Linked DNA regions of Mus musculus: region 2 is linked to region 1. Evidence: chromatin contacts called from public HiChIP or PLAC-seq data. All regions are on one chromosome and are shown on one strand. Each heading gives the region's core, a stretch centred on a gene start, on an enhancer-like site or on the middle of the called end of the contact. The rest is flanking DNA. Distances are from core to core; before and after follow the strand shown. Region 1 holds the start of Jpx (Jpx transcript, Xist activator (non-protein coding)). Region 2 has its middle 40 kb from the start of Mir421.

The links. HiChIP or PLAC-seq counts read pairs in DNA pulled down with a chosen protein or histone mark.
Region 2: an H3K27ac HiChIP or PLAC-seq map of microglia shows a contact between it and region 1, with 8 times the contacts expected there. The contact joins the enhancer-like site here to the promoter of Jpx in region 1. A contact is called at or near these places in 11 of 39 promoter capture datasets (the 3T3-L1 cell line, the C10 cell line, cranial neural crest and 6 more), 34 of 484 Hi-C or Micro-C datasets (the C10 cell line, CD4 T cells, CD8 T cells and 22 more) and 16 of 115 datasets of contacts at active chromatin or transcription factors (CD8 T cells, the SCID.adh cell line, astrocytes and 13 more).

The regions. Positions count from the first base shown.
Region 1 is chrX:103,490,130-103,496,085 of GRCm38.p6, reverse strand. Jpx (Jpx transcript, Xist activator (non-protein coding)) reads right to left here and starts at 2,528. Exons shown (of 3, transcript NR_015508.3): 1 at 2,386-2,528.
Region 2 is chrX:103,530,331-103,536,286 of GRCm38.p6, reverse strand. No RefSeq gene overlaps it. Among named protein-coding and RNA genes, the nearest start is that of Mir421, 40 kb to the left of the region's middle. Within about 2 kb of position 2,781, at least 127 of the 459 cell types and tissues checked have an H3K27ac peak or open chromatin away from gene starts, as enhancers often do. A contact at or near this core is called in the HL-1 cell line, the N1E-115 cell line, the SCID.adh cell line and 16 more, where this site is marked.

The DNA of each region.
Region 1 (5,956 bases), core at 1,279-3,778:
AGAGCCCTTGGTGTTACCCGAAGGGTGGAGCAGCAGGATATTTTTCTCCTGAGCCTTACAAAGGTCATATTGGGGGAGTCACATGTCCAGTCACATACTGGAGCCTAACCTGCTGGGTTTCTTGCCTTCAAATCTCCATAGAACTTAAGTGATGGTATTGTTACATCTCAGAAAGGTCAGATTCATCACTGATGTCCTGATAACCCTCTCGTTGGGACCACACATATGGTCTTTTCTCATAATTGGCTGACTGACTTTCAGTAGCTGAATCAAAGTCCTGAACCACTGCTGTGCAGAAAGATCCATCGGCACAGTAACGTTTTTTACACAAGTGGAAATAACATTCTAAATTTGAGTCTCGGGCGCTATATTGTTTACTCTTCAAAAGTACCATCAGTGTCCCAAAGAATATAGCATTCCCAAGATTCAAATATGTGACTTCCTTTGCCTGCATGCAGAACCATTTAAAGTGACTTATAGTGTAGCCGCCCGCGTAATGCCCTGTTCAAAGCTTCCTTTGTTTATGCAGTGGCAACAGTTGCCCTGTATCTATAATTAATAAAGATTAATTGCTAATATGGACTATTCTGGTCTTAGTAAGATCCTATGCAAATAGAAATTATTACTTTTAGTTTTGTTTTTATTTATTAAAATTTTAAATGAGATTTATTTCATTTTGTGTTTGTGCATCACGTGTCTGGTACCCAAGGAGGTCAGAAGAGGATTTGGACCACCTGGGACTTGAGTTACAAAATATTGAGAACTCCCATGCAAGATACCAGCCATGTTAGATCCTCATGTCACAAAAAAATTAAGTGGAGAAGCTGAGCTTATAATCCTAGCTATTTGGGAGGCAGAGGCAGAAAAATCAAGACCAGCCTGGGTTATTACACATAAAGTAAGAGAGACAAGCTGGGCATGGTGGTACAAGCTTGTAATCCCAAAGCTTGGCAGCTAGAAATGGGTAGTGAGGGTCGTGGACAGCCTCAACTACAGAAGACTTCATTAAGGGGCTCAAAAAGTGGGCTTACGACCGCCTGTAACTCGAGTTCCACAGGATTCTATGGCTTCTTCTGGCTTCCATAACTGTACTCATGTGCACATTCCTACACACACAATTAGAAGCAAATCTTAAAGTGGGAACAGATCTAGATATAGTTCAGTGGTAGTGTGACTGTCTAGCACCACAGTGTCCTAGGTTCCACAACCAATACTGGGGGGAAAGGGGGAAATAAGCACAATTACTAAACTAAAAATGATGCTTAATCTACGGGATGACAAAAGAGTGAGCCGCAACTGTGGAGAAATATGGCAAAACGTCAACTCTAATATTAGGGTTTCATTTTATTCTCTGTGTTTGCATTTGTGTTAAATAGGTCATAATATATAAAGCTGCCGAAATGTTTTAAAAATAGCAAACATTCCTTTGTCACCCTCATACATATATGAAAAAAATGAGATCATATTATCCTACAACTTGTTTTTAATGTAACAAGCTATCATATCATCTTTTACACCAAAGAGCCAAAATATACAGACTTTTAAAACATCCTCCTATTAATGGATACACAGGTTGTTTCTTATCACTTGCCACAAGAAAAGAGCTGCATAGACATCCTCTTTTAGGTATCCTTATTTATATACTGATGCTTCTCTTTCTGAAGGATTGAGCCGTGAAAGTCAGACTACTGAGTTCCAGATATTGGAACTTGGTACTCCATATATATTTTTATTTTTCTAAATATAGCTACATCAATGCTTCCAAATGGTTGCAACAATTCATACTTTATTCAGCAATGCCTAGCTAAGGTACTGAAATGTCTTTTTGACCAAGTAAGCATCTAACAAAAGAACACAGATCACCCTATAAGGCCCTATTATAACAGATGCTCCCAGACCACAAATTTAGTAACATACTCTGGTCCTCATTTGGAGTACATAAAAAGGGCATAGGGCAAAAAGCGTTATTATACCATAATTAATGTTACCAATAAGCTAGTTTTATCAACTACTAAGTGTTGATGAGAAAGAACTGAGGCCGTTTTTCGAGGCCTCTGGGGAGCTAGAATAAACACTCCATTTTGGAGACACTCACTATCCGTCAAACCCCAATTAGACAAAGGAAAACAAAAGGAAACCTCAAAACACGATCTCTCCTAGGAATGAGCCTCCCCAGCCTGACAGGTTCATCCGTGGAGGTCCGGTGATGTGGGCACTGATCACTCATCTATTGTGGGCGGAATAGGGGAGAAATCCGGAGTGCCAGCCGCCGACTACTCGTCCCGCTCGGCAGACCATGCGGTCGGAGTGGTGACCGCTGCGGCGGGTCGGCGTGGTGACCGCTACGGCGGCCATCTCTCTGACAGCGCGAGACCCGGCACTCACCAGGGCATGTTCATTAATTGGCCAGTTTCTCCACTCTCCTTATTAAGTCATCCTCTAGCTGCCTGGCTAATCCCGGGAAGGACGTATACATGTGGACGCCGCCATTTTATAAGTTACAGAAGCCTGGTGGTGCCGTGGGGGGGGGGGGGGGTCGGGCGGGCGGAGAGCATGCGTCACAGCCGAACAGTCCCTGTGCCGCGCGGCGCCGCGCTGTCAGGCTGTCCCTAAATGGCTGCTCCAGCAACGTGACCGGGACTGTCCGCGGTCGCTTCCGCAGATGACTGAGCGCTTGCGGTTCCTCTCCCGGCTGCCTCTGTTAGCATCTTTCACGTGCTCCCGCGTTTCTTGCCCGTCTTTAATTTGTTCTCTTGCCACCCCCTCACCCCCCACCCCCCACCCCCCACCCCCCCCCTACCCCCACCGAAATTCCTTTTTCTTTTTTGTTTCTATAGAAGACCAGCTTGTGTTTTGCTCCCGAGATCTCTTTCGGAGCCCCTTCTGTGTTTTTAGCTGCCAGCATTGCTGTAGCTGCTATAACTGCAATCTACATGTCACAGAGGCTAGGTGGCAAAGTAAACCACAGGCCTGGGTATGTCCCCTAGTTTTTGATAAAGACAGAATTATACCTTGTCCTATTCCTATTGGACACCTCACAGGGCCGAAGCTGACAATAACTCCTTTGGCTTTTGGATGTTCACACCAATACTGGTTACCACACAAATTAGAAAAGGATCTTGGGTTATCAATAAAGGCAGAGAACTACACTTCCATTTAAAAAAGAAAGAAAAAAGTTCTCATTTTACCTATTGCACCACGAGGCACAGGGGCAGAAGCGAGTGCTCAGTGGTTAACAGTGCTTAATGCTCTAGCAAAGGATGCAGGTTCAGTCCCCGGCACATACTTCTCTCTACACAGATCTCTCTACACAGGCAAACATGTATACACACACACACACACACACACACACACACACACACACACGAAGTAAATGCATGTGTGTGTGTGTATTTAAGTAAAACCATGTTGGAAAGTTGCCGAAGGGGCCTCAGTGAATATCTGCTTGAGGAAGGCTTTGCTAAGGCAACCTGGGACAGCTGTCATGGAGCCGAGGGCTGTCCTCTCTCCAGAAGGTAGCACATTTTCCCTTACACTGGTTTCCCTCTTTCCCAAGACAGCAAAGCCCTGGCTTCTTTTCATTCCATTACAGGCAGTTCTTTCCTGTGCGAGCTCTCCTCAGCTGTAGCCAGAATTTGCCTGTTTGGAATCCTTTCTTCCTCCTAGAGTTTCTCTGAGATGGCAAGTTTGTGAAAATTATTACACACACACACACACACACACACACACACCCATGGCCAAGACAATCAATTTGATATGCTCCTGTGACTATAACCACTTTATTGCCCCCCCCATTTAAATTTTTAATCTAGATTCCCTTCCCCCTCTCTCCATGTGCTCATGGCCAGCCTCTAGTTCTCTACTCTCTCTTTCTCTCTCTCTGCCTTTCCCTGCCTCTGCTACCCTCTTAACTCCCCTCCCCATGCCCTGAATAAACTCTATTCTATACTAAAAAATAAAATTAATCTAAATATAATTACATATTCTCCCCCATTCCCTTCTCCAATTCCTCCTATGTTATTCCTCGCCACTACACACACACACACACACACACACACACACACACATTGCCTCTCAAATTTCTGGCTTTTTGTATATATGTGATTTTTCTCTGGGTGCGTATTTGGTTTCTACTTATCTTTGTTGTTGAACACCCCAAAAGCAGGGCTGGAGAGTTGGCTTGGTGTGTAAGAGTACTTAATATTCTCACAAAGGACTGGGGTTCAATGCCTAGCAGCTGCATGAGGCTTCTCACCTCCTCTGACACCATGCTCGAGTGTGGTACACAGACCTATATGCAGGCAAAACACTCACACACATAAAAATTCTAAAAAAAAAAAAGTTTTTATAAACTTAAAAAAAACAAAAGTCAAATATAAAAGTTGATTCAGGGTATCTGGGAGCCCAACTGTCTGCATTTCCAACTTCATTCTAATGTCTGTGGCAAAACTGTTGAAAGAAGTACCTAGGAAAGTGTGACTCTAGCTAATTTTTAAAGATTTGGCTTTTCAGGCATGCATATCGTTGTTGCTCTTCTGTTTTTGAGACAGGGCCCCCGTTATTCCAGGCTGGCCTCGACTTATTACGTAGCAGAGAATGACTGTAAATTCCCAATTCTCCTTCCTTCCCCGGGCCTCACTTTATCTTCTACAAACTTCTTGTGACATACTCAGGCCTTTGGCAATAGACTAAAACTTTCTGGTTTTTTCCCTCATCACCCCTTTTTGTCCATATGGGAACAATCTTTTAGTTTTAGGATAAAAACCTTATACTCTATTCTCATCTAAAAGTATTTCCTTAATTTCCTTTAATTTTCTTTATATAAATGACCTATAACTTCTTACAATATTTTACATTTATTTATTTTTGTGTTTGAGAAAGACCAAGGCGGGGTAGAAGAAGGGAGAGAGAGAGAGAGAGAGAGAGAGAGAGAGAGAGAGAGAGAGAGAGAGAGAATATATGGATGTGTCCACCACATAGTTTCCAAGGATGGAGCTCAGGGTGTCTGCCAGGCTTTGAGGTAAGCTCCTTATCAGCTGAGCCATCTTGCAGTCAAGACTCAGCCCGTGTGTGTGTGTGTGTGTGTGTGTGTGTGTGTGTGTGTGTGTGTGTGTTACTAAGGACTGAATCCATGATTTTCTAATTACATGCTAAGCCATTGCTCTACCACTGAGCCATATTGCCAGCCCCAAGAAAAATGTTTTTCTTTCTTTCTTTATTGGTATCTCAAGATAGAGTTTCTCTGTGTAGCCCTGGCTGTCCTGAAGCTTGCTCTGTAGACCAGACTGGGAATCAGAAATCCTCCTGACTCTGCCTACTGAATGGTGGGATTAAATAAAACTATTCTTTAATATTCTAAATGAAAATCAAAGAAAAGCTGAGCAAAGTGGTGCTTGCCTAAAATTCCAGAATTTGAGAGAGTTAGGAAGGAGCATCAGGAGTTCAGCTCATCTTCAGCAACACAGTAAGTTCCAGATCAGCCTGAATTACATGAGACCACGTGAAAGAGGGGTGGAGAGCAAAGCCAAAGCAAACCATGAGGCTGTATATGAAACATAGGAAACAACATGCTATCAGTCTTTGAAACAGTCCTGTGTTTTCTTACAATTTAAGTTGCACTGTTGTTAGAAATTTATGTCCTGTTAGAACAGGTTTTCAGAAAGTGCTTTTGCTAAAGGTATTGATGGCCTACTTGGCTTCACAAGGTAACCAACCACAGGATTAAAGACTTGAGTCTCTGCCTTCATTTTGAGTCTGTCTTTCCGTTCATTTCAAACTCCTGCTTGACTGTGCATAGGCATATTAATAACAGAAGGAGTGTCTTCCTAAATTATTTCATTCATCCTTAGTCATGTTGAACTCCAAGAGCAAAACCTCCCAGGACAGACCTTCTTCCATATGAGGGCAGTTATCCATGATGCAAGGCAAAAGTAATCAGCTTATGCTTCAAACATGA
Region 2 (5,956 bases), core at 1,532-4,031, 40 kb before region 1:
AGCAGAAATAAAATGTTTTGCTTTGCTGAAATACTTTGGAATAATATGGTCATTTTCTTGCATGCTGAGAGCTGATTGTGGGTTTGGTTTGCTATTCTCTGATGACTAGTGTTGGTGAGACCCTGCCCCACCCCCACCCCCCACCCCCACACACACACCTGCCATCACTTGAGAAATGTCTACTCAGCCCCTTCACTAATTTTTTAATTAACTTGCTTGTTTTGTTCTGGTTTGGAGTTAGCTGTCCAGCTTCCTTAAATATTCTGGATATTAACTCCTGAGCAAAAATGTTCTGGCCAATTTGGAATCTGGCCAACTCCTTAGCAAAGTATGTTCTGGATATTAACTCCTTAGCAAATATATTCTCTGCCAGTTTGGAATCTGGTTTTGAGTTTGTTGGCTGTGCAAAAGCAAGACAACTCCTGCCACTCCAATGCACAAACCCTAATCCCTGCCAAGAACCAATGTTGAGTTTTTTCCTAGGAGTTTTAAGAGTTCCGATCTTAGCCAGGCCTAGTTGCATAATCTATAGCCCCAGCTACTCATGAGGCCAAGGCAGGAGGCTTTCCTGGGCTATAGAACTAGATGAAGGATGTCTGGGAAACATAGTAAGAAGGTGTCTTAAAATTTTAAGTTAAAGAATGTAACTCCAACCAGATATGCTTACACACACCTTTAATTCTAACACCCAGACAGGGGCAGGCAGATCTCTGAATTCCAGGCCAGTCTGGTATACAGAGGCAGTTCCAGAACAGACATGGCTACATAGAAAACTTTGTCTCACGCAAACAAATAAAGAAATAAAAAAGGGTTGTAATTCTTTGGTAGAATGTTTGTCTAAGATGTGTGAAGCCCTGAGTTTAATGACCAGCACAACAAAGACTGTAAGTTGTACATCTAGTATTTTGCGTTTGCTTCTCTGTATGTTTACCAAGCTCCTAATAACGAGGCCTTAAATATATAGGCAAATGCTGGACCATAGCTCCAGCCCTGTTTTTGCTTTTCTGATTGTATGTGGGCTAGGGTGGCCCAAAACTCATGGTAATTCTACTGCCTAATTGCCCCTGGAACTGGATTTACTGGCAGAAGCTGCCATGCCTGGTTGTATATTTTGGAATATGATACACCCTGTGCCCTGTTACTTATGCTCCCCTTCTGGGAGACACTTTCTCTCGGTCTGCTCTCCATCCCAAGAGTAAATGAAACATTCTATTTATATTTTGCCCTTAGCAGGGACCTAAAAGTAATCAGGAAACTGTTCTATATTATTCTGAGATCTAGTCTGTATACCCAAGGAAAGGGTGGTATTTGGTGTGTGATGGGAGGAAAGGTTTAAAAATGATTCTTTGGGGAAAAGTTATATGGCCCAGTCGCTAACAGAGAGATCTGGGGAAGTTATTCTCTATTCCTTTCTTTCTTCACCTGTAAAATGAGATAATATTCACCTGCGTTATAGGCTGAGAATTTGTGCTAGCCAGTTTTATGTCAACTTGACAGAGGCTAGGAGAGGAGGGAGCCTCAGGGGAGAAAAATCCTCCCTCTGTATGGAATTTTTGAAAATAGTAACTGATGATGGAGGGCCCAGCCCATTATGGGTAATTCCATCCCTGGAATGGTGGTCCTGATTTCTGTAAGCAGACTGAGAAAGTCATGAAGAATAATTCAGCAAGCAGCACCCCTCCTTGGTCTCTGCATCATCTCCTCCCTCCAAATTTCTGCCCTATTTGAGTTTCTTTCCTGACTTACTTTGATGATGAACAGCGATGTGGAAGCATAAGCCAAATAGACCATCGCCTCTCCAAGTTGCTTTGATTATGATGTTTCATCATAGCAATAGTAACCTTAGGTTACATAGAATTAAACAGTATTATTTAATCTGTTGTTATAAAAATCACATCTGAAAAGGAATAAGAACTAGTTTATTTTGGAGTTATTTTAAATAACCATGGCCAAGAAAACAAATTTAGGTTACATGAAATTTCATGTTCTGATGTGGAAGCAGTTTCATGAAGGTTTATAGCTTTACAGAGCAGAGAAAGTTATAAAACTCAAGGCAAGTTTAAAATATATTGATGGATAAACTAGTAAGGCAAGTAAAACAAGATGGAAGGTGATAATTATAGGCCTAAAATACAAGCTGGTAGCAAGCATTCTTAGCTACTGAATGGCAGAAGCTAGTGTCCTGCTAAGGGAATACAATGGCCTGGCAAACAATAGGCATTCCAGAAAGCTAAAACTAGCCCAAGACAAAGTAATTAACCTCTGAACCAGCAAAATTCCAATCTCTCCACAGGCCTGAAATCCCAATTCACCCATCATCAGTCTCTGCAGACACAGACACCTCTTCCAGAAGAGTTTTGTTCATAGAGCAAGACACAGCTTCTTCTCGGGAATTTTTATGCACAGATAATATGAACACAGACATCTAAGCACCCACTAAATAGTACTGGTGATTTAATGATTTGGTGCATGTGATAAACAATATTCTCCTTGAAAATACCAGCTCATCTCCTCTCTGGGTGCTAACAACAGCCTCCACTAGCAGCAGGCTTACACTCAGAGAGCGATTTTGGGACACTCATATTTCCGTGCAAACATCCCAGGTCACAGATATTTTCTGGTTTTGACTATAGAAAAGGAGCCACTGGCATCCTGACAGTAATAAGTTGCAGCGGGGAAGGAAGTGCGCTCATTCAAAATGCACCTGCGCTGCATTAGGCCAGGGATTACAAACTGAGCTGGGCTAAGCAGTGTCGTGTTTACACCGACTCGGGCAGCTGGCTCAGCATGAGGCTCTGGATAGACACAAAGGCTGCTTGTTGCTTGTCCCTTGGCAGCTGCAGCGGTGGCAGCAGCAGCAGCAGCGGCGGCGGAGCAGGAACCACACTGCTTAACTAGCAAGAAACCTGTCTCAGAGCCTCTCCTCTGAAAGAAAGGTGAAGAACAGTATGTGCCAAGACAGTATTTCTTTTACTTTTAAAACGCCATCTCCAAATATCCTTGCATAAACCAGGTAGCACAAGAAAACACTATTTTCTCTGTGGTGGCTTCTCCTTCCTGACTACGGGGTCCTCTGTATTGCTGGGGCTGGCCTGTAAGCCCCTAGGTAGGCCCACTGCTCCTCATGTCCTGGTTGTCCAGCTCCACATCTGGGTTTCTGGATGATAACTGTCTCCCTGCCCCAGCCCCTAACACACATACTCAAAGGCAGCATCTCCACCCAGCAGACAGCCTCCTGGCCTGTGCTGGTGACAGAGCCAGAGCAGGCATGAAGATGAAGCCTTTTGTCACATCCCTGCCTAGGAAGAAAAGCTAGGTCTGGCTGGGGCGGGGGAGGGGCAGGCCTTCTGCCTGTGCCATGAGGCTTTTCAGTACTGCTGCCTAAGAGCAGGAGCACAATACAGGAGGGGAGACAGGCCTGAGGGGAGGGACCCTCTGAGGAGACACTGCAGCCACCAGCAGAGGCCAGAGCAGGAGCTGCAGCTGGCAGCTCCCCAGCCAGGCTGAATGCAGCTGCCCTGCCTCCCTTAAAGGGGAAGCCTCCACACAGAGGAGAGCTAGGGATTAAAGCTTTCATCAGCTCATCAGAGAGAGGCACTGGTACCAGGGAAGGAAGGAGTGGGATGTGGAACAAGAGCAAAGGCACAGGCAGCCAGCGCCATGTACACCAAGGTGGTGCACTTTTCCAAAGCCTAGGGATGAAAAGGAGAAACAGAGCTCTTGCTTCTGAGGCATGGAAACACACACCACACACACACACACAACACACAAACACACAACACACACACAAACACACAACACACACACACACACACAACACACAGCTAAACCCTGAGAGAAGCTCCCTGGACTATAGGATGTCCCCAGACAGCTGACACAGGAAAGTTCTTTCCTCTGTGTACCACAGCAGGGGCACATGGCAGTCTTCCTCCCTTGTGGGCTATGGGAACTTTGAGCACCTGATGAAACTTTAATTTTTTTCAAAACCTATTTTTTTTAAAGATTTATTTATTATTATATGTAAGTACACTGTAGCTGTCTTCAGACACACCAGAAAAGGGAGTCAGATCTTGTTACGGATGGTTGTGAGCCACCATGTGGTTGCTGGGATTTGAACTATGGACCTTCGGAAGAGCAGTCTGGTGCTCTTACCCACTGAGCCATCTCACCAGCCCTCAAAACCCATTTTTAATAATGGATGGATCTTAGATGCTTTAACCTCCCTTGTAGACTACTACCCACCAGAAGTACTGGGAAAGAAAGCATACAGGGAAGCAGACTTTTTTAAAAGGTTCTCTGGAGCAACTCCTGTCTGTGTTGTCTGGAAATCGGCAGTTTAGTTTACAGGTTAGCAGTGGCAGCCCGATCCACTCGCAGTGCAAACACTTCACTGCAAACACAAACAGGTATCTGCAGTGATGGCACTACCTAGCAGAGACAGCCAGGCCTCAGCATTGGCACAAGTCAGCAGGAGGGACCTTAAGGGACACCAGAAGTTCCCAGCTGTGCCTCTCTCAGGGAAGCGGAAAATCATCCAAGACTGGAGACCCACACACATTGTGCATTTCACAGCTAGCTCTATAAGCAGTCCAAGCTTGGCCTCAATCACTGTCCATCGAGTCCTAGTTATACCCTCCAAACATCACGTGTCCTCCACAGGTCTTGCCTCAGTATGCGCACCTGTCTCAGCTGACATTACTTGGCCAATCAGCCCGAGTCCATTGAAGCAACAAGAAACTGCAGCACACTATGGGAAGTTTTTCGGTATGTTTCTCTCTATGGAGTACTGACAAATGCAGCTCAACTACACAATGTAAGCTGGGCCAAGAAATGAGTGTTGTTAGCAAAGAATCCTTTTTTTTTTTTGGTTTTTTGAGACAGGGTTTCTCTGTGTAGCCTTGGCTGTCCTGGAACTCACTTTGTAGACCAGGCTGGCCTTGAACTCAGAAATCGGCCTGTCCCTGCCTCCCAAGTGCTGGGATTAAAGGCATGCGCCACCACACCCGGCTCAAAGAATCCTTCATCATGTGTCCTCTAGCATGCTTGCTTTAGCAGAACATCCTTTCTCCTGTTTCTGCTTCAGCTAAACATTCCTTCACATGTTTGCCCCTAGCAAAACACCATTCAACCAAGTTTCCAATGAACCCTTAAGTTTCCACTTCAACCTGATGTATGCCAGGTCTGTTCAGACTGAAGCTGTGACAGAGATGTACTCTGCTCCTTAGCGAGTTTCTACAGACATTGGAGGAGCTTGGAAGGATGGTCAAATCAGCTGCCCTGATAACTAGAGGCCTACCTTGTATATGGACCCAGACCCTGCATGCACAATATCTACCAGTTGGGCTTCAGTATTACCTGCGTTCAAGTTGCACACTCTGGGTGCATGAAGGCTCACATTCAGTGCGTTCCATCAGATTTAATAGCAAGAGGGCAGAAGGGACAAATGGGAGATAGAAGAGAGTAGTAAGGAACGCTGGTCAGATGGTGAAGAGTCTTGGTCCTTATGGAAGTTCCAAGTGGAGACTTTGAGGTTCGCTTTTTAGAAATGTCTACATGACATTCATGGAAAGGCAGAATTTTTTTTTGATAAATAAAATTATTGCATTTAATGTTATTTTCTTAAAAACCCAAATCATCATATCCCTTAATGTTGTACCAAACAATGCCAGTTCAAATGATAGAAAATGTATGTCAACAGTACCTGAAAACAAAATTAAGAAGGGTATAAAGCCCTACCTACAGTTTGTCTAATTTACATCAAGCGGTCATGGAAACAAATGATCATTAAAATTATTTTATAATTATGTACAATGAACAAAAGCATAGTAAGTAGCAGGGTACTTTTCCACCATAAAATTATTTACAGCCCTTTGTTCATCTAGAAACACTAGCTTGAGAGGTACTTGTCAGGTATATTCCTCTTGAAATAACTTCTCTACAGCAAACAATTGTCTTC